4 separate regions of the Mus musculus genome follow, and regions 1, 3 and 4 are each linked to region 2. A link is a contact called in public Hi-C, HiChIP or PLAC-seq and capture Hi-C data. All regions are on one chromosome and are shown on one strand. Each heading gives the region's core, a stretch centred on a gene start, on an enhancer-like site or on the middle of the called end of the contact. The rest is flanking DNA. Distances are from core to core; before and after follow the strand shown.

Evidence for each region. Hi-C and Micro-C count contacts between places; a contact is called where the count stands out from the background. HiChIP or PLAC-seq counts read pairs in DNA pulled down with a chosen protein or histone mark. Capture Hi-C pulls out chosen DNA fragments and counts their contacts.
Region 1: a contact with region 2 is called in a capture Hi-C map of bone marrow-derived macrophages, with 10 times the contacts expected there. The contact joins two enhancer-like sites. A contact is called at or near these places in 1 of 39 promoter capture datasets (the C10 cell line), 4 of 484 Hi-C or Micro-C datasets (the HL-1 cell line, bone marrow-derived macrophages and uterus), 1 of 115 datasets of contacts at active chromatin or transcription factors (bone marrow-derived macrophages) and 2 of 9 other capture datasets (bone marrow-derived macrophages and embryonic stem cells).
Region 3: a contact with region 2 is called in a Hi-C map of bone marrow-derived macrophages, with 16 read pairs. The contact joins two enhancer-like sites. A contact is called at or near these places in 8 of 39 promoter capture datasets (the C10 cell line, cranial neural crest, embryonic stem cells and 5 more), 2 of 484 Hi-C or Micro-C datasets (bone marrow-derived macrophages and cerebellar granule neurons), 4 of 115 datasets of contacts at active chromatin or transcription factors (bone marrow-derived macrophages, embryonic limb bud, microglia and 1 more) and 1 of 9 other capture datasets (bone marrow-derived macrophages).
Region 4: a contact with region 2 is called in an H3K4me3 HiChIP or PLAC-seq map of bone marrow-derived macrophages, with 4 times the contacts expected there. The contact joins two enhancer-like sites. A contact is called at or near these places in 4 of 39 promoter capture datasets (3T3-L1-derived adipocytes, the C10 cell line, second pharyngeal arch cranial neural crest and 1 more), 1 of 15 datasets of contacts at CTCF or cohesin (pro-B cells), 1 of 484 Hi-C or Micro-C datasets (bone marrow-derived macrophages), 6 of 115 datasets of contacts at active chromatin or transcription factors (CD8 T cells, bone marrow-derived macrophages, embryonic basal ganglia and 3 more) and 1 of 9 other capture datasets (embryonic stem cells).

Annotation. Positions count from the first base shown.
Region 1 is chr10:44,655,903-44,661,886 of GRCm38.p6, forward strand. The region is part of intron 2 of Gm35154 (a long non-coding RNA gene); the gene reads left to right. Among named protein-coding and RNA genes, the nearest start is that of Gm35154, 60 kb to the left of the region's middle. Within about 2 kb of position 3,814, at least 11 of the 459 cell types and tissues checked have an H3K27ac peak or open chromatin away from gene starts, as enhancers often do. A contact at or near this core is called in bone marrow-derived macrophages, where this site is marked.
Region 2 is chr10:44,996,887-45,003,002 of GRCm38.p6, forward strand. No RefSeq gene overlaps it. Among named protein-coding and RNA genes, the nearest start is that of Gm40639, 24 kb to the right of the region's middle. Within about 2 kb of position 4,170, at least 132 of the 459 cell types and tissues checked have an H3K27ac peak or open chromatin away from gene starts, as enhancers often do. A contact at or near this core is called in bone marrow-derived macrophages, where this site is marked.
Region 3 is chr10:44,586,904-44,593,505 of GRCm38.p6, forward strand. It overlaps the pseudogene Gm5950. Among named protein-coding and RNA genes, the nearest start is that of Gm35154, 8.7 kb to the right of the region's middle. Within about 2 kb of position 2,703, at least 43 of the 459 cell types and tissues checked have an H3K27ac peak or open chromatin away from gene starts, as enhancers often do. A contact at or near this core is called in bone marrow-derived macrophages, where this site is marked.
Region 4 is chr10:44,561,252-44,567,165 of GRCm38.p6, forward strand. No RefSeq gene overlaps it. Among named protein-coding and RNA genes, the nearest start is that of Gm35154, 35 kb to the right of the region's middle. Within about 2 kb of position 3,925, at least 12 of the 459 cell types and tissues checked have an H3K27ac peak or open chromatin away from gene starts, as enhancers often do. A contact at or near this core is called in bone marrow-derived macrophages, where this site is marked.

The sequences.
Region 1 (5,984 bases), core at 2,564-5,063, 340 kb before region 2:
ATCCTTTCATCTACCCATGCATCTATCCATTCATCCATCTACCATCTTTCCAACCACTTAGCCATTTATCCATCCATCCATCCATCCATCCATCCATCCATCCATCTATCCATCTTCTCAACCTCTCACTCACTCATCTATCTATCCATCTTCCCATCCATCCTTCCACCCACCCACCCACACATCTACCCATCAAGCTACCCACCCATCTGTCCATCATAAGTCTTATCATTATGGTCAAGGCTTTGGGGATAGACACTGGGAATATCACAGTGGGAAAACATATGAGAGGTTGTGAGGAAGATGTGGAGAATGAAGGAGTAAAGCTCCTACTTGGGCAGGGAGTTCTGAAGCCACAGGAAAAGCTGTACAATGAGGGAGATGGGGTTTGGAGGCCAGAGCTTAGAATAGCAGGTTACCCAATTGCACTGTGTTATCTAAGGTACATTTTATGGAGCTTCATCCCAATGTCTTCTTACTTACATGGAACACAGGCGGCTCAGGGCATTTAAATGCTGGGCCTAAGTTTGTTCCTTAGAATCAAGAGCTGTCCCTTACACTGCCTCCCTTGAGCTGGCACTGTATGAAACTATATCTGAATTACTACCGTGTTGATTTGTATTTTATTAAAAGTGGGGTGTGACTGTGTCACTTGTGGCTGATTGAAATGAGATGCTTATAGGTAGCCATAATTTTCTCTTATAACAGCTGCTGCTTGAAGATCAAATCAATTTACACACTTTTCCATACCCCCTTTGCTAAAAATAGAACCCAATTAAGCTTGAGGCCTACCTCACATAGTTGATGCTCTCTGATATGTTTTATTCTGCCTTATTCCTCAGATGTTTAGGAGCCTCACAAAATCCATTGTTCATATGACTAAATCAAAATGTTTGACAATAACTGAGGCATTTTCCCATACTACCATAACAGGAAAGTTTTCTCTTATGATATACTTCATAAATATTGATCTGTTTCTGTCTCATTTACCACTGAAATCCCTGAGCCTAGAACAGGGAATATATAGGTGTTTGATAAATGTTGAACAAACGAGTGTTTCTTTGTTAAAAATAGGGAATAATGTATTATATTTTAAAAAGAAAATAAACTGTTGTTTTCCTTTTTACTTAAAAATTTTCCTAGAAACTGGGTCTCTCTATGTAAGCCCTACTGCCTTAGAACTTGCTCTGTGAACAAGGCTAGCCTCAAACTCACAAAGATCTGTCTGTGTCTGCCTCCCGCGTGCTGGAATTAAAGGCATGTATCACCGTGCCTGAGTCTGTTTTTCATTATAACTTGACTAAGAGTATGTGCTTTTGTGCTTCAGTTGGGTTGAGTCATAGGAGATAGGTCCCTGAAGATAGATGCACTGGGCTGGGAACAGCTGAGAAACATGCCTGTACTCTCAGATCTGGTTAGTCAAATCCCTTTCGTGTGTTTTGTAAGTACTTAATTATTTTCTTTTAAGCATTAGTGAACAATATGCCAACTTTATTGTGTTGGGACTTTTTTTTTCTTCATTCATTTCTTCTTAACAAAAAATCCATGTGTGTTCTTAGGGAAATACGAGTCACAAGTTTTTGATTCATTTACACTTAACTCATAGTAGTGTGGTTTTGACACTCTTTGATATCTAAGAAGCCTTTTCACTATTGCATCAAATATTTTGACTGCGCTCTCATCTTAGCAACCGGAAGTTGCATTTGGACATGGATAGATGCATACAATCATGCACCAAAATACTTCAGTTGGATTGCAACTCTGATGTTTGAGCAGGCTTTAAACTTGAGGAAAATGTTCCCTCAACACTATGCCTTTTCCTCACCAACTGTTGCTCAGAATTCCAGGGAAGGCAGAGGGGCAGCATGCTGGCTTTGTCTTGGGAAGCTCTGGCTCACTGAAGAGTTCCTGGAAACTATTTTTAAGGAAGTAAATGCATGTGGCTGCTAAGAGCTGTCAGCTACAGACAGGACAACCAAAGGGCAGTTTGTCTTTCTGAAATTAATGTTACTTTTTTTTTTCCCAACTGAAGGCAAATAGTAGCATGATAAAAATATATGAACTTGAACATTAATAGGATTTAATGTGTGAAACAACTCAAGCAGCATATACTCTCCCTTCATTAACTGCACAGAATTTTTAGTCTACAAAGTAAGCATGCAGGATTACCTGTCTACCCTTAAATCCCACAGTTCCTGTACATATAGGCAAAAACTGTTTTTTAAATGTACTGTAACTAATACAGAAGTACAGTCTTCAGTGTTTCAGAATAACATGTCATCTGTCTTTCCAAACCAAACCAAAATAAAATAACAAATGTGGGAAACCAAGATATCTCAAAAAGAAGTGTTCTGGACCTCAAGTTCTGATTTTGTAATACAGAAAGCTAATGAAAGTCTCACATGTCTTACTTGGTCACGTATAATACGCACTTAGGCCTCATGGTAATCCTGAGATCTTGGTAAACATGTGTTTACCCCATTTTCTGCAACAAATTAGTCTGAATGCTGAGCTGGCAAACAGCTGCCATGGGTTGCATGAGAAAAATAACTCAAGAAATGAGAAACTGTTATTGGTTCCTTAAATCCTGGAGGTCAGGACTTTGAGAAGACAGAAACAAAGTCTTTTTTGGCTTTGGGGTGCTGCCAGGAGAACCTCATCAGACTCAGCTGTGGATGAAGGAAGGCCTTGTCTAACCCTGGGGTATTTCCTGTGCTCCTCTGTGGGTCATCATGGAGAGATTAACAAACAAACAAACAAACAAACAAACAAACAAACCAGCACATAAGCTCAGTTGTCTTAACATAGTCTACCTTATGTAGAATTTTGAGAACATTTCTTCTCCTTGGTTGCCTGTAGTTAGTTGATTTTCCTGGCCTACTTTCCATTAGTTATTAAGGGTCAGCGCTCAGATCCAGAGTAGAGAGGGCCCACACAAAGATGAAAGGAAGCTATTTTCTGACTTGCTTCTGTGACAGGGGGTGTATGCACTTTTACTTGAGAGCTGTTTTTGAAAGGGACACTCAAGATATGGGATGACTGAATCCCATTCAAAGGGGCAGATGCCACAAGTTCAGAACATTCAAACCTTCCAAGTTATTAAGTTTTTCTCAAACACTGCCCTTAGTTAATGCATATTAGTCTCTCTTACTTATCCAGGCAGGCTTGCACAGAGATGCCTTGTTCTCTGTGTATCACTTCAGTTGAGATCAGTATTTCTTTTGTTTGTTTTGTTTTTTGTTAAGTCTGAAGACAGGTAAAGCATCTTAGCTAAGCCATGTTGTGCAGACCTTAACAAAGGTCTTCGTCTGTGTTCAGAAAAGGTATTTTTTCTGGCCCTTTCCCTTGCTATTTCTAGATGAAAACACATTACTTCTAGTCTTTTGGCATATTATTGAAAGTCTCAATCATCAAGCCAAACTCATTGATAGACAATTCTTAGAAATATGAAGAAGTCATCAATTTTCTTTGCCTTCTTATGTACCCTTCGTATTTCTAGTTCTCAGTTGTTTAGACTGAAGTGTAGTGAATGTGTTTCTATTGATATGACCACTTAGGAAATGCAGCTTTGGGTCCTTTGGAAACTCAGTAGTTAAATACATTTATGATGTCATTAGCTGTTTCTTACAAATTAAGGATTTATATTTTCACAAATCATGAGTTTTTTCGTAAGTGGAATTTCCAAATAGAAAATATAGTCCTTCCCCTTCTCTCTCCTTCTCCTTCTCCTTCTCTGCCCTGTTGCACAGTACCAAGTCAGTCTCCACAGCTTAGACGATGGAAAGAGAAGTTAACTTCTAAGGACGGTTGATGTTGTTTGGTTTTCTCCTATATGGAGCAATGGTGATTCATGCCTTTTCCACTGTCACACTGTCAGCATCTGCTAATCATAGCCCCATGATCACAGGATCTGTGCCCATAAACAATTTCCAGGAGGTATAGAGCAGCACAGGGGCCACTCAGGAGTAAACAGTACTTACTCTGTAACTCATTACACCCTCTTTCCCATTGTTTGCCATGTGCTTGAAATACTAGCTCCCTGCACGGTGTCCAAGCATGTTAGTAAACCAGCTCCTTTCACTGTCTCCCATTCTTAGACCTTAAGTAGAAATCTGGCTTTTCTAACAAAGCTCAGTGGATTTCCTTCTTGAAAGAGGAAGATACTGTGATGCTGAAGCTCATGTCTATCTCTCCTATTTCTTGCTAATACATTTTGGAGGACCTGGGAGGGAGAGCATTTAATACTATTGTGAAGCAAACTCCATGCATTGTTATTTAAGTTTGTGGATTTATTTTGGTCCAGCAGTTATGTTGTCTAACTCCTATTCCCCATCATATGGGTTCTTATCTTAGGCTTGGTCTAGTAATTCTAATAGAGTTTCCATACTCAGTTCAAATATATTCATTGAACACCCATTGCAAATGGCCTTGGAGATGTAGCAGTAGATGCAACCATTTCTGCTCCTGTGGGGATCTTGAGTCAAAAAGCAACATCTACAATTTGAAACCAGTCGTACAGTGCCTGTAGTTTTCAGCTAGATTATTTCTACAGGGGAAGGAGGATTTTATGTTTCCCTAATAATATTGGTCTAGTGTTCATTTCTCTGAGCTATGCATCTTCAGTGATGACAAATCAAGAAGGTGGTGTCCCCCGCTGGCATGTCTATTGGCAGGAGTTACTTTCCTGCTGACGATTGACTTCTTGAGTTGTGTCTCAAAAACTAAGCTAAAGTTACCATCTATTGACTCTTAGTACAGATTGGGTCTTCCCAACAATTTTGCACGGGGGTTAGTAGTAGTATTTAGTTTTGTAATGAAGACCATTTATCTAATTTACCAGAATGAGTTCATTCAGGTGCTAGGTAGGGTTGGGGTTTGATCCTAAAACACCTTTATTCGTTCTCTGATAATTAGCAAGAATAGCAGTGAAGCTTAAGGAAAGTGAACATGTGTTAGCTGGGGATCATTTATGGACACAGGCATGGTTTCTGTGTTTTCTGCATTCATGTTCATGAATCGACCTCTGATCATGGTCTGTCAGAAAAGCACCACAGAAAAGGCCTTCTGAATTATTGAAACATAGCCTTACACTTAAGGTAAAGAAAGGGCTTAGGACAGAGTCAACTGCAAATGTGAAATTAAAATGTGTACAAATCTGCCATATGATCTCAGGTAGGAGCAAGCAGATGTACAGAAGGTGGGTGGGTGGTGGGTGGGGTAGAGGAAACTTGACCTAATAACAGAGATTGAGATCATGGGATGTCATGTTATTTTGCTATTTTCCAAAAGTTCAGTGATGTTATTTATGTTGCCTTTATTCAAATTATCAATAAAAATATATCTGCTTGAGTTATCCTCCACAGCTGTGTAGAAGCTTGATGGTGAGTTTGGGTGAGAGTGGGAGGGAAGGAGTGGGTGGAGGTAGAGCAAACAAACAGACCATGGCACACAAGCACTCTGTGAAGTCACCCACCAGGACAGTCACTGAGGGGAGAAATATGAACACAGTTTACCTTTAACCGTCTGAAATAGAGTGCATTTGTCTTGCTTCCCTGTTGTGATATGTCTGTAGAATTGAAATAGTATACAGTTAAGCACACCGTGCAGGAATATCCTATTCACAGTTGGCCAGTAGTATTTTATTTAAAAGTTGTATTTATCTAACTGCTTTGGAGGTGTCATGAATTGAACTTGGCTTTGCAAATTCTGGTTTATTTGAATGTCCGTTCCTTTATACTAACGACCCTAATGGTGGTTTCAGCCCTGCCTCCTTTATGGGATTATTGCCAAAGCAAAATGAAATAATGCATATAAATGAGTTTTGTTGACTTGAGTGTTGTAGAAATGAAAACAAGCTATTTTTTTTTACATCACACCTGTTCCCCAATATATTGTGGATTTTCCCCGTGCGCCAAGGCCTAACTTTACAAAATGGTGCCTGTTTCAAACCTCTGGGTTTGTCCTCTGCTTTCTCTAGGGGCAGA
Region 2 (6,116 bases), core at 2,920-5,419:
AGCTCCAATACTGTCTAGGGCTAGGGTGACAGATGACTTTTAAAAGAAAGGTGATATAACCAGGGAAGCTAAAAAAGGCCTTTAGCCTTAGAAACAAGTGCGTAAAGAAAACAGAATCAGAAATGCTTCTAACCAGAAGAGGACACCTGGCAATGGACCCCTCTTTTTTTTTCCTCTATGTTTTCCTTGTTTCTGGGTCCCCATGATATCTGATTGACTTGTATATATCATTTTGACTACTGAGCACACCTGTGTTTCTCTTTAGAAAGGTGTTATTACCACCACCACCACCACCACCACCACCACCACCACCACCACCCCCCACCCCACCCCCCCCCCCCCCCGCAGACACCACTGAAAATCTCCAAATAAGCTTGTGACAATTAGAGATGATCAAGACCAGCAAAGAGGACAGAATAGAAGTCCCAGCCAGTGTCCTAGGAGCCTGGCCACTACAGAGGACGCCCCTCTGGCTGACAGGTCCATCAGCAGGGTGCAGAGTTGATCTTCAGGCCCGCCTTGCAGAGCTGAAGGACTATAGCAAGGCCACCGGATATATTTTATATGGCTGTCTCATGACCTCCAGGCATCGTGAGAGACTCTCAGTAGTTTTTTAAAGATGGGCAAACTGTGCTGTGTCCAGGAAAAACCAACTTCGGTGGGCTTATTGTTTTCGCTGAGGCCATTACTTTCCCGCCCACATCTTTCATTGCCTCTCCGGTGTTTCTGTGAGACAAAGAAGCCAGCTGAGACTTCCACAAAGGAGAATGCAGGGAAAGGGGGCTGAATACCTTGAGCAAGAATAGCTTGGAAGGAGCCAAAAGTGGAAAAGGAAGTCTAATTCTGGCCTGGTCCGGTGGGGAGAAAAAAGTTTTTTGAGAAATGTAAACAAATCAGGAAATCCTGGCACTCACTTTAGTTCCGGTCTGGGGAGAGAGCCGCTCACTCGGGTCCTTTCCCGAGGAGCAAGCTGCTGTTTGTGAATGAAATCCAGATAAAATTATTCATTGAGCTCTGCCAGCCCCGCAGTTTCCAGCTTTCCTTTAGCCTATGGCATAGCTTAAACCTTAAAATAATAATAATAAAAAAACCATATGCGTGTTATTAACTCTCCATATTCAAATGGAAATTTCAGGCTATCATAAATCTCCTTTCTGATGTAAATTCCTCTCTGCAGAGCTCGCTGCAGGAAAGCCATTGTATCTGAGTAATCTAAACTTGAAAGAGAATTTTTGTTAAACCAGTTATGATAGGGGAAACATGTTTTTCACTGAGTCGAAAGATTAAAGTTGGTTGTAAAAAGGGGTGGGGGCTGAGGGAGAATTATTGGTTGCCCAACTAATGATTAGATACAGAACTTCAAGGAGAAATTAAGAGCACAAAAGAGAGTCACACAGATAAGTGAAAACAGCTCCAAAGATATTAAATACAAGAGTCGAGGTTTAGCTGAGGTTGTAATCTCTCTTCCCATAGTCATCTCTGCTAAGCCATCCTCTCTACCCCATTCGATTTCCCCAGGACAGACTGCTGCAGCACACATCTGCAGGTTGGAATATCTAGTTTCTCTCTCTCTCTCTCTCTCTCTCTCTCTCTCTCTCTCTCTCTCTCTCTCTCTCTCTCGTGTGTGTGTCTTTCTCATGTCTTCTTCCGTATGTCCCTCCCTTTGAGTCTGTCTGTCTCTCTGTGTGTCTTTTTATCTGTCTCTCCCTGTGTGGTGTTTCTATCTCTGTCTCTCTGTCTCTTTGTCTCTCTGACTCTGTCTCCCCTCTCCCCTCTCCCCTCTCCCCTCTCCCCTCTCCCCTCTCCCCTCTCCCCTCTCCTACATCTTGGTAATCACTCTACGGACTTTTTAGCCCAGAAGAATGTAGACACAAGAGGAGAAAAAGAGATATACCCCCTCCTTTAAAAAACAAGACAAAATAAAACACATTGTGACTGGTTTCTTTCAAAGCATGCTTTCTCAGCACTATATACCCTCATCTCAAGCTAACCCCACTAGCTCTCTTGATTTGTTACCCTCAGCCATTCTGCCACCCTTCCTGTCCTTGCAAACCTAGAAACATTTTTAAGGTTTTTCATTTCAAAGACCTCAGCAGGCAGCAGTAAGGACATAGTCACAAGCTAACAGTGTGGGTCTGTGGTATAGTATATGCTTAATCATGCACAAGGCTCTGGATTCCATTTCTACCACCATATACACAGAAAAGAATCCATATCCGTGTATTAAGAGCTATGGGGAAAAAAATTAAAGTATTTCTTCGCACAGCCTGACCAGGAGAGGTTTACAGATGAGAAACAAGTTTCTCTTGGGAAGGGTGGACTAGAGATCTTGAAAAGGCCTCTATTTGACTCTCCTCCAGGCATCCGACCTCAGCCCTAGTACTGGTGTGTTTGCACAGAAACCTCCAGAAAGGACCTCAGCTCTCAAGACAAAAGCTTTCTCGATGAACTTTGAAGAACATGGTTCATAAATACAAGAAAGAAAAAAAAAAATCCCTCTGCATCACTGTGAAGAACTGACTCTGTTCCAAAATGAATTTATGATGAAAAGAAATATTTAAATTGAAATTAAAATATTAACATCAGGGCAAGGCCTGACTCATACAGCTATACCACAAACACTCTGAATACTTTCACATATCCCTGAAGTTAATGTATTCATATTTAGATTTGCAATATTGTGCTTTAGAATAATTTTAGTACAAAAATACCAAACTAGTCTCTTATAGCTTTGAATCTAGTCTAGTCACACACACACACACACACACAAGCAGTGTCACCCTGATCTCTTATTTAATGCTCAACATTCAAGGTACACAATTTAATGTTCATTGTGGATTGTCCATAGATTTATGATGGCTGTAGAGATGTTCATAAAATCTGAGCTATGCAAGGCTTTCGGCATCTGTCTCATTTTTATCAGAACCATAAAAATCATCACCCTCTTGTTCCTAGTCAGTCTTTCCTGCTAGATAATATAAACCAGAGAAAAATAACGTTGTATCTGAGTGTCTACTTTAAGTAGACTCTGTTGCAGAGGTGTGTGTGTGTGTGTGTGTGTGTGTGTGTGTGTGTGTGTGTGTCTGTCTGTCTGTCTGTCTGTCTGTCTGTCTGTCTGTGTATACAGAATAGTGATGGTATGTCTGGAAATGGAGAGAGAAGAATATTGAATTAAACTACATATGTTTGAGGATTAAACAGGCTCTGTACGAAGCTCTTCCTAGTACCAACTGTCTTATGAACCAGAACGATGCTGCTGTGGGGCACCACTCGTTTTAGCCATGCGCTGACCTGTCCTACGCAGGAGCACAGTCTCTCAAGTGTACACAGAGAGGGGAAGCAGGTGCTTCGACTCCCCAGCATCTGGTTTAAATGACCACAATGCTGAGAGCACCTGCAGCCAGCATTTCAGCCAAGTCTGGCCTCCCATTGTATTCAACTGTTCTTTCTGCCTTAAGCAAAAAAGGCATTGTTTATCTGATTTGCCAAAGGATCTCCGGGGAGGTGGAGAAAGACCGGACAAACAAAGCTAAAACTGAGCGCCAGTGGACCGCACGGGAGGATCTTGATTATTTGTGACTATCCACGGGGATCTTTCATCCTGACTAAACAGAGAGAGAGAGAGGAGGGGGCCCCACGGGGACATAGAGAGACAGACAGAGACAGAGAGAAAATATCAGCTGCATTTGGTGCTGCGGGTTTAAGAGCAGAGCAGAGAATAATCTTACTGAGAAGGTGGAGCTGTAGTTTGTGTGCTAAATGTTCAGTCTATGCACTTTCCACGTTCCTAGTTTAGAGCAACTACGCACTGAGAGAGCTGACTGCCTCTAAACGATGTCAAAAGCAGTAGTAACCTTGGTTCAGACTTTTCAAATCAAGGTATGAAGAGCAAATAAAACTGACCCACGGAGGGGGGGGCAGTTAGAGGGGGGGACAAAAACCAAAACCCAAAACAAACCTGTGGTCGATGTGTTAGAACCAAAATAAAATGACCAGTCGTATTTTCAAGAACACGGAAAATAAAGTCTTCCTGCGTAGTGTTTGCTTAGTAAATAATTCTGTGGAGCCCCTTTATTTCCTTTTTTCTTTTCTTTTCTTTGTGTAGAGCCCCAACTAGTGGGAGATTGGAAAACTGCACCTGAAGAGAGGCCATTTAAATGGAGGTGACCATTGGACTTCCGGCCAGCATATGAGCACTTTAGGACAAGGCTGATTTTCAGGTGTGAGACTGCAGACAGGTGCTAAGAGGGGAGGGTTGTGAAACTGCCTTCTTCTTAACTTTCTGCATGCTAAAGGGCAACCTGGCGCCGAGGAAAGCAAACACACTCTCTGGCATGTGAAATGACTCAGTGCACTCTAGCTACAGCTAATTCGAGAAAGGAAAATAAATTCTGAGTTCAGAACTTATATGCCTCAAAGATCTTTTTTAAAAGAAAGGGGACAACATCCTGTAACCGAAAAGAAAAAAGAAAAAACTGCACAGGCTGGAGGAAAAAGAGCCGGTTTCACATGTTAAATGAGAATTCAGTTAGAAATATTTTTACCCAGTTGGTAGTTTTTACTGAGAAGAGATAAGAATGTGCTGTGTTGTGATAAGAGGAGCTAGCTGTAGGTAGACCAGCAGGCCGGAGGCCATCATGCAGGAGAGATCAGAACTTCAATGAAGAATGAGACAGAAACGCCTAGAAAAGTGGGGTGTACTGTTCTGAACTCAGAATTTATTTTCCTTTCTTAAATTAGCATAGACAGAGTGTGCTGACTCATTTCACTTGCTAGAGAGTGTGTTTGTTTTCTAAGGGGACTGAATCTCAGGAGCTGCTGGGATTTTAAGTTTGTTTCTTTGTTTCTTCTTCCATCCTTTCAAAAACTCTCATTCTGCTCAATTGTTTTTAAAATAATGTTTCCTTTGACAAAAAGTGGCAATAAAATGCAGACAGCCTGGAAAGGCTATTAAAGAAATAATCCACGATGAGTTCATTAATTAAAGTATAAGAATGTGCATCAGGGGTTGTCATGCAGGCTTCAGGGTGTTTGTGGAACTCCCTAACAAGAAAGATCTATAGTGTGTGTGTGTGTGTGTGTGTGTGTGTGTGTTTCTGAATTCTCAAAGAATCCCATAAAAAACAAACAAACAAACAAACAAATCCAACTACACAGGAATCTGCACATAGACAAAAACCAACCACATTGTCATAGATGTGCCTCAGAGTGGTCTGACTTCAGAGACTGCATAGAAAAGCCCCACAGAGTCATCAAGCCATGTCTAGGGCATCTCACAGAGCAGATGCTAACCTCCAGAGTCACAGGCTTCCCTGTGCATTGTGCACTAGAATAAAGGTGTGGTGGGTGTCCTGCTTATACCTTGAGGGCATATGGGTGCACACAGTCCTCATCAGCTGCAGGGATGAACAACTCGCTCTCACCACTTCCCTCCATGTGAATGTACAAAAGGCCACTTATGCTCAAAATTTGAACATAGTAGTAATTATTTTTTTTTATCCCCACAGATTAGCCAGTAAAATTCAGAATTTAACCACAACAACAGAAATACCTTTAACTTTTAGGAGTCAAACACCTACTCAGTATACACAGTTGTTACAAAATATCAATTCAAGGGAGTTTTCTCTGCCACTTAAAGTTTATGGTGATTATTAAATAAACAGACCTTTGCTTCATTTGAAAAGGGATTTGTTTAAATACTACTTATTTGAAGATCATTAAGTCTCTGGAGTTCAAGGATATCGAGGGTGGTGACTGCCTCCCGGAGCTATCTAACTTCTTTTATGATGTCAGCTTTCCCAGAGATTTTATTTAACAAATGACTTCACTGTGGAGAAAAGCTGTCATATTAATCTATCTGTCCTAGCCTTCACCTTCCAGCCTCACTGTGATCATGTAAGAGAAGTCTGAGGGGTAAAGAGAGAACCCACACTACCCATTAGCAGTCCCCTGTCAGGTGGCACGTGATCCTGTGTCAGCACACTCGGCTCCTCAGCTGCGGACTCCCTGGTCTTTCCTTCTCAGACAGACACCACCATGATTGAAGTTTACAAAAGGCAAGCTGTACAGGGCATCTGACACTCTGCAAAGCTTGCCACCTTTTCTGTTTTCTGTTT
Region 3 (6,602 bases), core at 1,453-3,952, 410 kb before region 2:
CAAGGCTGTTTTGTGACTATACACCAAGTTTAAAACCAGCCTGGGCTAAATGAGACCCTGTCCCAAACATACGGTTATATCAGTGGCTTGACAACAGTATTTTAGGCATGTTATCATGAAAAGTTGGAGGACTGAATATGAAATAACCTTGTACTTATCATCTCCACTATATAATTAGCATTTTGCTATATTTACTATCTAGCATATTTAAGCCCCTATATTCATATTCCTGTTGCTTTATCAATCTTACCATTTTTGGGTGTATTTCAAAGTTACAGCTAGCAGAAGTAATGAGTTTTTGTCAAATCATGATGTTACCACAGGCCATCTAGCCAATGGTGGGACTTTTCAAGTGGAATTAGATTCCATGGCAGCTTAACAACAAATTTTATCTTTAATGTGATTTTAAAAAAAATATTAGGTATTGTTGTTTGTGGGAGGGTTGGTGATTGAAACCAAGACTTCAAACATGGTAAGCACAGCTATGTCATGTGCTGGTCTCTTTCAAACTTGAGTGTGTTTAAAGAATGTTTAAACATCTCTGCTAAAAGAACATTGAAGGTAGGTGTTAGCCCAACCCATGGTTTAAGTGCTCTCTCTCTCTCTCTCTCTCTCACTCTCTCTCTCCTTCCTTCCTTCTCTCTCTCTCTCTCTTTCTTTCTTTTTCCTTCCTTCCTTCCTTCTTTCGTTCTTTCTGATTCATTACCCCAAGCTGTGGTATTCATCTATGAGGCTCGTCCTGCTCCAAAATGGCTGCCAGAGCTCCAGCTGTCTCACTTTCTAATACCAAAGAGGAGCAGGGAGGGAAGGTGAACTCCTGACCTAGAAGATCCAATAATTTATGATTCATTTTTTAAAGTTTCAGGTCAATAAAACAAAAACAAAATCAACAAAAAAATCCAAATAAACAGTAGATGGAATTTTGTGGGATCATATTACATTTATAGCTGTATTTAGCAAAAAAAAAAAAAAAAAAAGACATTATAAAGATGGTGTTTATATTTTATATTATATTAAATATACCATAGCCATACTTGAAACTGAGAAATAGAGTATTGTTTGCTTTTGATTATTTAAGTAGCTGATCTATTTCAAACATTTCTCTTTGTTGGGAACAAGCATTTGAGCTGAAAGTTTCTAGCTCAGCTCTGTGAGTCCTAGGTTACCATTAGAGACATTTGCAGGGGCACTAAAGGTGACTTTGGCAACTTCTCAACAGAACTGTCTTCCCAGTGAACTCATTGAGCCCTGTGTTGTAGTAATATCAAAGTAATATCCTTTTCCCTTATTGGTCCCAGTAAATTTAGAAAAACTAATTGGTTTAGGGCCAAAGGGCATACAGCCAATTTGAGCTATCATTTCCCAGAAATGTATGAGTTAAGAATCTGGCCTGCTGATGACAAGGATTTGGGGAATATTTTAAAGCAGATTTGTCTCAGAAGGAGCAGCTTCATTTTCCTACTTGAAGGGTTCTTGGGTCAAAGCAGACACGATTTTAAACTCCTTGGTGCTAGGTCCAGGCATTCCTCGCATACATAAGGTCTTGTGTAGCAAAGAAGGAAGGAAACTGCTTTGAACTGTGTATCTGTATGCCGGTGTGTATATGTGTGCGTGCCCATGTGGGTGTGTGTGCTTCCCTAGGTGGGTATGTGTGCATGCTCATGTGGGGGTCTGTGCATGCTAATGTGGACATGTGTTCTTGCCCATGTGGGTGTGTGTGCATGCCCATGTGTGTGTGTGGGATGTGTGCCCATGCAGGTGTATGTGTGTGTGTGCGTGCGTGCGTGAGTGCATGCAGCTTGGAAAACCCCAGGGATTCTGCCTTCTCTATCTTATCAGAGGTAGGATCACAAGTGTGTATTTCAACTGAGGCATTAACAGTCTTTTGAGAGAAGGTCTCACTGTGTGTCTTTGGGTATCCTACAACTCACGATGAAGACCACGCTGGCCTGAGACTGACAAAGATTAACCTACCTCTGTCTCTTGAGTGTTGGGACTAAAGGCATGTTCCACGTACTTGGAACACATTAAAAGTTTTAAATTGACTGAGTGACTTCAGGATTCCTACATGGCTGCTGGAGAGTTTGAGGCATAGGCAGCTTATCAGAATCAGCTCTAACAGTAGCATCAGCATACACGTGTGTGTGTATATGTTTTGTTGTTGTTGTTGTTGTTGTTGTTGTTGTTAACCTAAGCAAGTATCCATGCTCAAATCAGAAGGGAGAATTCTTAGGACTCTTTATCAGGAGACAGTAAAATTCAACTCACTACAGTGTGGTAAATGAAGCTCAATTGAGACATGCCATGCACACCTACCCTGTGTTGCTGAGAGCTCTTTTTTGAGCTATCACAGCAGAGATAAGGAATTGCAATGGGGAGTGTGTGCCTGCAAAACCTAAAATTTTGGCTCTCTATCCCTTTGCAGAAAACATTTGCTGACCCCTGGGTTTGTACAGACCTCTTCAAAGCTCTTGGCCAATTTAGGGAAGCTTTGGTTTTGAAACCCAGTGGTAAGCAACATCAGCTTACTTTTGCAGATATGAAACTTAGATCCTAATACTTTCTTCAGCCCTCTCTCAACTCTCCTCCTCCAACTTGGAAAGTGGCCTAATAAGTGAAATGAAACTTGGCCTGATCAGCACTCTTGAGAAAGTGGAAGGTGAAAGTGTTGACATCTGCTTGTATTCTGTAGCCCCAACTTCTCTGGCAGCACATGACTTGGTGAAAGTGCTCTGGCCAACTAGCTAGCTTACATTGTGTAGAAGATTGTCTGCTGTTACCTCATTTTGTTTGGAATTATGTCCATGAAGAGATACAGCTTGATAAAAGATCTACATCTTTTCCTGAATAATGGCTCTTTTGAGGAATATCATTTTAAATTTTACTAATTGCAATAATCGTGAGTCTTTGTGTATTTAATATTGATATATAATATATTTAATCCTGATTATATATAAACATATGCATATTTTCAGCTACTTGTTTAAACTTTGACAAAATGCATGTAAAATAAAACTTACGGTACTGACTTTCAGAGACTTGAGCTTAGTATGATGGTGCCTTCCAGGAAGCTCTTCGTGGGGGGCAACTGGAAGATGAACGGGAGGAAGCAGTGCCTGGGAGAACTCAGCTGCACCCCGAAGGCAGCCAGTGTGCTGGCAGACACTGAGGTGGGTTGTGCACTGACAACCTCTTACATCGACTTCGCTAGGCAGAAGCTGGATCCCAAGATTGCTGTGGCTGCACAGAACTGCTACAAAGTGACCAATGGGGCCTTCACTGGAGAAATCAGCCCTGACATGATCAGAGACTTAGGAGCCACCAGAGTGGTGCTGGGGCACTCGGGAAAGAAGGTGTGTCTTTGGGAATCAGATGAGTTGATTGGGCAGAAAGTAAACCATGCCCTAGCAGAGGGACTTGCAGTGATCCCCTGCATTGGGGAGAAGCTAGACGAAAGGGAAGCTGGCATCACGGAGGAAGTTGTTTTTGAGCAAACCAAGGTCATCGCAGATAATGTGAAGGACAGAAGCAAGGTGGTCCTGGCCCATGAACCTGTATGGGCCATTGGGACTAGCAAGACTGCAACCCCTCAACCGGAAGTACATGAGAAGCTCCAGGTTGGCTGAAATCCAATGTCTCTGATGGGGTGGCTGCCTTAGTCAGGGTTTCTATTCCTGCACAAAAATCATGACCAAGAAGCAAGTTGGGAGGAAAGGGTTTATTCGGCTTACACTTCCATACTGCTGTTCATCACCAAGGAAGTCAGGACTGGAACTCAAGCAGGTCAGAAAGCAGGAGCCGATGCAGAGGCCATGGAGGGATGTTCTTTACTGGCTTGCCTCACCTGGCTTGCTCAGCCTGCTCTCTTATAGAACCCAAGACTACCAGCCCAGAGATGGTCCCACGCACAAGGGGCCTTTCCCCCTTGATCACTAATTGAGAAAATGCCTTACAGTTGGATCTCATGGAGGCATTTCCTCAACTGAAGCTCCTTTCTCTATGATAACTCCAGCTGTGTCAAGTTGACAAAAAACTAGCCAGTACAATTGACCCCTTGTCAACTTGACACACAAAAACATCACTAGTAAGCCCTTACAATCTTATTCATCCCCAAGATCTAAATAACTTTAAAAGTCCCACAGTCTTTACATATTCTTAAAATTTCAATCTCTTTAAAATATCCATCTCTTTTAAAATCCAAAGTCTTTTTACAATCAAAAGTCTCTTAACTGTGGGCTCCACTAAGACAGTTTCTTCCTTCAAGAGGGAAAATATCAGGGCACAGTCACAATCAAAAGCAAAAGTCAATCTCCAACCGTCCAATGTCTGGGATCCAACTCACGATCTTCTGGGCTCCTCCAAGGGCTTGGGTCACTTCTCCAGCCATGCCCTTTGTAGCACACGCGTCATCCTCTAGGCTCCAGATGCCTGTACTCCACTGTTGCTGCTGTTCTTGGTGGTCATCTCATGGTACTGGCATCTCCAAAACACTGCATGACCCCTTCAGTCCTGGGCCATCAATTGCAACTGAGGCTGCACTTTCACCAATGGCCTTCCATGGCCTCTCACAGTGCCAAGCCTCAGCTGCTCTGCTCAACTCCTTCATGCCTTCAAAACCAGTACCACCTGGGTGACCCTTACACATTACCAAGTCCAGCCACAGCACAATGTACAACTTTGGCTATATCTGGAACACAGCCACTGTGCTCTCAGAAAACACTTCCCAGAAGATGTCACCTCAATGATGCTGGTCTCAATCACTGCTAATTTCTTAGCTCCAGCTAAAGAGCATCAATAGTCCCAGTAATGCAAAGTTTTTGCTTTAGTAGTTCTGGTATCTTGTTAATCACAGCTGATTCTTCAGCCCCAGCTAACCAGAACTACAGAATCTTCACAATCAAAACAGGAATGGCCATGAAAAGTGTCTTTAATTTTCCCTCTGAAATTTCACAAGCCAGGGCTCCATCTTCTGCACTGTTCTCAACATTATCTTCCAAGCTCCTACAAAACATCTGACAGAGCTCTTAACAAGGAATGGATCTTCAAGCCCAAAGTTCCAAAGTCCTTCCACAGACCTCCCCAAAACATGGTCAGGTTGTCACAGGAATACCCCACTCTGCTGGTACCAATTTCTCTTAGTCAGGGTTTCTATTCCTGCACCAACATCATGACCAAGAAGCAAGTTGGGGAGGAAAGGGTTTATTCGGCTTACACTTCCATACTGCTGTTCATCACCAAGGAAGTCAGGACTGGAACTCAAGCAGGTCAGAAAGCAGGAGCCGATGCAGAGGCCATGGAGGGATGTTCTTTACTGGCTTGCCTCACCTGGCTTGCTCAGCCTGCTCTCTTATAGAACCCAAGACTACCAGCCCAGAGATGGTCCCACGCACAAGGGGCCTTTCCCCCTTGATCACTAATTGAGAAAATGCCTTACAGTTGGATCTCATGGAGGCATTTCCTCAACTGAAGCTCCTTTCTCTATGATAACTCCAGCTGTGTCAAGTTGACACAAAACTAGTCAGTACAGTGGCTCAGTGCACCCTGATAGTTTATGGAGGTGCTGTGACTGGAGCAACCTGCAAAGAGCTGGCAAACCAGCCTGACGTGGACGGCTTCCTCATGGGTGGTGCATTTCTCAAGCCTGAATCTGTGGACATCATCAATGTCAAACTATGGACAATGCCCATCCCTCTACCTGCCTGCATAGCATGGACTAGGTTGCCCAGAAGTTTAGTAACTGCTCTCACTAGTCACATGCTTCTGAGGACATCATCTGCCCCATCTTGTGGCCTAATCCACACTGTACCTTCTGGAGCCTTTTACAGTTTTCCATAATGGTTGGGACCAGGCTAATCCCTATCACTTACAATGGGTAGGAACAAATATGTCACCAAGGTGGCTTCCTGGGGGAGTGGAAGGAGTAGAACTGACTGTCCCTTTAGGCCCTAACAAGTAAAATTGCCTTCCATTGGTTTGGGATGGAAACTCATCGTTGGAACACAGGAAGTGGGCTTCGTGTCACTTTGGCCTGTCACTTAGATGGCTTTGGTTCTAGCTTCACTCCCAAGCCCTACTGGATGTCTGAATTTCAGTATACATGAGTGCCGACATCCTCTTACTCTGAGAGGCCTGGGATACGCCCCTCCCCCACAGTGCCGAAGCCCTAGTATTGTGTTTGTGAACCATCCTAACATGTAAGGGAAATAAACACCTGGGCCTAAAACAAACAAACAAGCAAACAAAGCTTACCATTTTATCTATTTTAATCATAATTCATTAATGTTAAGTATATTTACATTTTAAGTACACTTCTTAGCTTGCAAAACAAACCTCATGTCTCCTAAGCAGTTTTCTATTAGTCCTGCCTGCAGGCCCTAGATTCACTATTTTGCATCTGTCTCTTTAAGTTTTTACTTGTCACCCTGCATAAGTGGAGTCAAATAGCATCTGTCTTTGAAATTTCAGTTGATTGATTGTTTTGAGAGTTTCATATATGAGTACAATATTTACATAGTTTTACCCACCTCTCTCCTCCATTCACTCCCTCTCAAGTTCATGTCCTCTACTTGAATTACAATTGTGATATCTATATATCTATAGAT
Region 4 (5,914 bases), core at 2,675-5,174, 440 kb before region 2:
TTTGCTTTGCTTTGCTTTGCTTTGCTTTGCTTTGTTTTTTCAGCTTGGTTTATATCTTTTCTGTTTCAGGGACAGAGTCTCTTGCAGCCTCAAACTCACTGTGTAGCCTAAGATGACCTTAAATGTCAGATCTTCCTCCCTCTAGTCCTTGAGTACTCAAGATCACAAATATGTACCCTCATGCCGAGTTTGTTTTAAAATGTGCTGCAGACGGAATTTATGGCTTCATGCATGGTAGGCAAGCACTTGACCTACTGAGTTATATCTCAGCTTCTGTTGCATATATTTTGAATCTGCTGTATGGTTTTCATTTTTAATTTTTAAAATAGGTTTGTTTTATGTGTGTTGATGTTTTGCCTATATGAGTTCATGTGTGCCACATGTGTGCCTGGTGCCTGAGGAGGTCAGAAGATGATGTTGGATTTCCTGGAACAAGAATTATTATTGTGAGCTACCATGAAGATGCTGGGAATCAATCCTGGGTCCTCTGGAAGAACAGCCAGTGCTCTTAACTCCTGAGCCATTGCCCCAGTCCCTGCTCTACAGTTTTTGACAAAGGTCTTAGTTACTTTTCTATCCCTGTACTAAAACACTGTGACCAAGGAAATTTATAGAAAAAAATGGGCTCACTGGGGCCCTAGCTACAAAGGATTAGAGTCTATGACCATCACGGCAAGGAGTCTGGCAGCCAATGCTTTCTTTAAAACTCTGTGGGTACCAGGTATGCATGTGAGGTACAGAGTCATACATGCAGGCAAAACATTCATATATGTAAAATAAAATAATAAGTCCTAAAACAAAGCAATGTACTTAACAGAGACAGCTTCTTAACCCAGTTTCCAATTGATAATGTTTGTCTTTGATGATGAGTTGTGTTTCTTGGCTGCAGCAGAAAGATGAATACTAATTCATCTTTCTAATCTGATATGTTAGTTCATGTCTTTTTATTGGGGCATTGAGACCTTTAATATTGAGAAGTATTAATGAACAATGTTTATCGTCCTGTTATTTTGTTGTTGTGGAATGGTTGTTTTTCTCCCTTTTGATTTACTATTCTTGGATTATTGCTTGTCTTCTGTCCTCTTTAATATAGTTAACCTCCTTAGACCGAAGCTTTTTTCTAGTAGCTTTTGTAGAGCTAGATTTGTAGATAGATATTGCATTAATTTGATTTTATTCTTTTTCTGTTGATGGTGACTGATAGTTTTGCTGATGTAGTTGTCTGGACTGGCATCTATGGTATCTTAGAATTTGTAGAACACCCATCTAGGCCTTTCTGGCTTTTAGAGTCTCTACAGAAAGTCAAGTGTTATTCAATGGGTCTGCCTTTATATGTGACTTGCTCTATTTCACTTGTGGCTTTTAATATCCTTTCTTTATTTTGAATATTTAGTGTTTTGATTATGTGTTGTAGTGAATCCCTTTTCTGGTCTTGACTATTTGGTATTTTGCATGCTTCCTACATGCGATTCATAACAGTAGCAAAATTACAGTTATGAAGTAGCAAGAAAATAATTTTATGGTTTGGGGTCACCACACATGAGATATTTAAGGTTTGCAGCATTAGGAAGGTTGAGAACCACTGTTCTATACCAATTATTTGTTTGTAGATTTTATCCTTTCATAGAGTTCCAGATTTTCTTCAGTTCCCTGGATTTGGATTTTTTTTTTTAAGACTTAACATTTTCTTTAAATTTCTCTGCCCTGTCTTCAAGATCTTAAATTCTCACTTCCATGTCTTTTAGTTTTTTGGTGAAGCTTACATGTGAGTTTTTTTGTTTAACATCCTAAAATTTTCAGTTCCAGTTATATTTCAGTTTGAGTTTCTTTCGTGATTCTATTTCTTTGTTAAATTCTACTTTCATGTCTTGCAATATTTTGTTTCATTCAACTGTTTATATTTTTGCAGCCTTTATTAAGGTATTTATTCATATCTTCCTGACCTGCTATTTTGAGATCCTTTTCCTGTGCTTCAGCTGAATAAATTGCTTTTCTCAAGGCCTATTGCCATAGAGTTGCTAGATTCTAGAAGATATTTATCTTGGTTGATCATATTTGCATTTTTCTGTTCAGGGATCCAGGCTTCTGGAGTCATGATATTGAGGTAGAGGTATCTCGTTTTGTTTTTGTTGGGTGGGTTCTGTTCTTCACTTGCCATTGCCCAGTCTGGATAGGAGGCAAGTGTGGTGGCTATGGCGTCTCTGGAAGGTGTTTCTGTGAGTCAGAGGTAACACAAAATTTGGAGATGGGCTGTGAGGAAAGGCTGAGAGAGGCAGCAGAAAAGAGGTAGGGGAACTTTGGTTCTGCACCAAGAGGAATAAGTAGAAGTTCCAGGAAAAGGTGTTGGGGTAAGAGAAGGCGCTCTTACAGGAAGGCCATAGCAGGATTCAGATCCAATGTTTTTTCTCAAGCTTTTCCCCTGTGAAATTGATTTTCTCCTTTTAAATAGTCTTCATTGGAATATGTGTTTTCACAATCAGAACTGAAGCCAGTGACCTTAAAGAGTCTATGTCTTCAGTGGTATATTGCCTGCCTATATGATCCAGTATCTATAATGCTCCCTTTCAAGGTTTTCCTGTATTCTCATGTCTCACTTCAGAATATAGTAATTAAATTTATCTCACCAATTTTTTTTTCTGTAGTTAAGGTAAAGATGGATCTAGGTAGCTTTTAGAAATAATAATATTGAAACAAAATATGATGACCATAAAAATAGTAGTTTCTAAATATTTCTTTCAATGTCACTATAAGGTTTAAATTTGACTTTATAATACAGTTCTCCTTTATCCCCATTATAATAGTAAAGAGAGGGTAAAGATTGAGGGTCCAGGCTCACTTGAACCTCTTGGGATGTCATGTCAACATTTTGGTAGTCATGTATATTTGGAGAGGTGGCTCCTGGCTGGTTTGACTGAGAATGTCCTCCACAGGCTCAAATATTTAAACGTTTGGTCTGTTGTCACTGGCTCTTTGGGGAAGATTAGGAGGTGCTTGCAAACTTGCTGGTAGAAGTATGTCGCTGATGGTAGACTTTGAGGTTTCAAAAGACTTGTGACATTTTGAGTTAGCTTTCTCTGCCTCCCACTTGCAGATCAAGGTGTGAGCTCTCAGTTTTTCCTTCCTCTGCATTGACAACACATGCACCAACCCTCTGAAACTATAAGCCTAAATAAAAGTTTCTTTAATGAGTTGCTTTGGTTATGGTGTTTTGTCATAGCAATAGAAAAGCAATGAAGATAACAATGTTTCTAAATTTTTAGGTCTCGTCCTATTTTAGAAAACGGGGCCCAGTGGTGGTGGCCCATGCCTTTAATCCCAGGACTTGGGAGGCAAGTCCTGAGTTTTTGGTCTTCTGAGTTTGAGGTCATTTTGGTCTACAAATTGAGTTCTAGGACAGCCAGGGCCACACAGAGAAGCCAAGTCTTGAAAAGGAACAACAAATCAGAGCAAAACCAAAAAATGAATTTTAATTAGTTTACTAATGTTTTTTGAGACAGTGTTTCTCTGTGTAGTCCATGCTGTCCTAGGACTCATAGATGTCATCCTACCTCTGACTCCACAGTGCTGGGACTAAAGGCATGCAGTGTTGTGCCTGGCTTTCAAAACAAATTTTAATCAGGTATTTTTACTACATCATTGCCAGTTTCCCATGATGTCTCTGTAGACTCACTCCTTATTACTAAACAGTTTAATATGTGACGACTTTTTCTTTCCAGGAAGCATATAACTTTTGTTCATTGCCAGTCTAGACAACTAGCTTGGCTCCAACTGAGAGGGCATAACCCAGAAGGGGAAAAAAGAAACAAATATTCACTTGACACTTATAGGAAGAAAAGTACTAGAAGGGGAAAATGCTAGACTGGGTGTTCTCTACAACCAATAACTGTGCTGTGGCTTTCCCCTTCTCTTCCCTCCCTCAACATCTCTGCACGCAATTAATCCTCTATGCTAGGCGTGAGAATGTGAATACAGTCTCTTGATAGAACATGTAGTTCCAATTCCTGTGGTAAAAGAATGATGTCAGTCTTTTTTTTTTTTTTTTGTGGTTTGGTGAAAGGAACAAGTTATATTTCTCACCTCCATTTACAGAAAGCAAAAGGAATTGTCCTCAAGAAGAACTTGTCATCCTTGGAGTGATTATGAAACCTGTCTGTGGTTACAAACTTTTTTTTTTTCTCCAGAGTAAATTCATGTAAACTCAAGAATTTTCCAGACTTGAGAAATAATAGTTTATTAATAAAAATTGGAGGCTCTTCATTTGATCGGTTCAGCTTTCTGATATGGTTCAAAGTTTACAATATGCCTGGGGTACAGATGGGAGAAATATAAAGCCAATAGCAGCATTTAAATGTAAATTCATTCCATTTATTTTTCTGTTTGTATGTGTGTGATGGTGGCAGGGGATGGGTGCTATTGTATGTGTATGAAGATCAGAGGATAACTGTGGGAGCCAGATCTCCTTCTACTATGTGGGTACCAGGGAACCAAACAATGATCATCAGAATTGGTGTCAGGCATCTTTACCCACTGAACCTACCTACCATCCCTTACCCTAATCGTTTTAAATACTGTCAGTGTGCCACATGTAGCTGTTCCTCATATTTGGAAGCAGAAAGAGGAGGAGACACCACATTCATTTGACGTGTGTTTATGTCAGAACTTTGCAGGCACTTACAAATTAAGAACTTTTATTTAATGAATATACTAGAGATTAAAACATGAAGAATGCATTAGGGTGGCTGGAGAGGAGGTTTAGTGAATAAAAGCACTTGACAGGCATGAAGAACTACATTCAACCCCCCAGCAATGATGTAAAAAGTTAAATGTAGCCACCCATACACCTGTAAACCCAGTGGTGTAGGAAAGGAAGACGGGGGTGGGGGGGGGGAAGCCTAGGGCTTGTTGGCTTCCAGCCCAGCGCCAGCCTTAGTCATAGGCCTTGTGTCAAGGTAATAAAGCAGAGAGTGACAGGGCAGAACACTTAATATTTTCCTCTGGTTTCTATGCATGTACACACAAACCAGTGCATATATGCACACACCACATGACAATAGACCACACACACTCACTACCACTTCTACACGAAGGAAAAAAAAAGGAAAGAAAATATTAAATATTAAATATCTTCACTGAATGCCTTACAGTGTTGTGAAACTGTTTCCTTAAGAATCCTCACATTATACATTTAGGATAGTATATTAGACAGGGTTTTCTAAGGGAACAGAACACACACACACACACACACACACACACACACACACACACACACACACACACACACACACACACAGAGTCTTTTAGATTGGATTTTATAATAAGGGTTAGGTAGTCCTGACCATCTGCATTGTGGGGAGGCAGAAAACTCAGTAGTAGCTGATCAGTTCACAAACTTAGATATCTTGATGTTGTAAACTGATCCTGAAAGCCCTCTGGAAATTCACTGGTACTAAGCCTGGATTGGAAGGCTGGAGAAGCTGGCATGCTGTAAGGGATGGCAGGGCAACAACAGAAAAGCTTACTTTTGCAAGAAGAGGCACTTCTGGAAAGTTCTGCCCACTTGGAGAGTAGTCCTCTCTTCTCTGTTAGGCCTTTGTTGGAAAGCAGAGGTTTCCCTCCCAGGTAACTCAAAATCTGATAAAGTTTGTGATAAAGACCAGCTATCACAGGAAGCTTGGAGTCCAGTGAGAACCAATTGACAGATCTTATTAATATGTGATGCCTTCCTTCTACAATCAAGTCAGTTTTTTAGGCATAAATATTTACATTGTCAGGAGATCTAAAGGTGAAAATGAAATCAAGAAAAAACCAAAAAACAAAAAACACCAAAACCACTTTCTAAAAATTTCCTGAAGGAGTCTCCATGGTAGCACCAGGCTCCAGATTAGCCAGTGCGGCCAGTTGTTTCGCTTGTTCC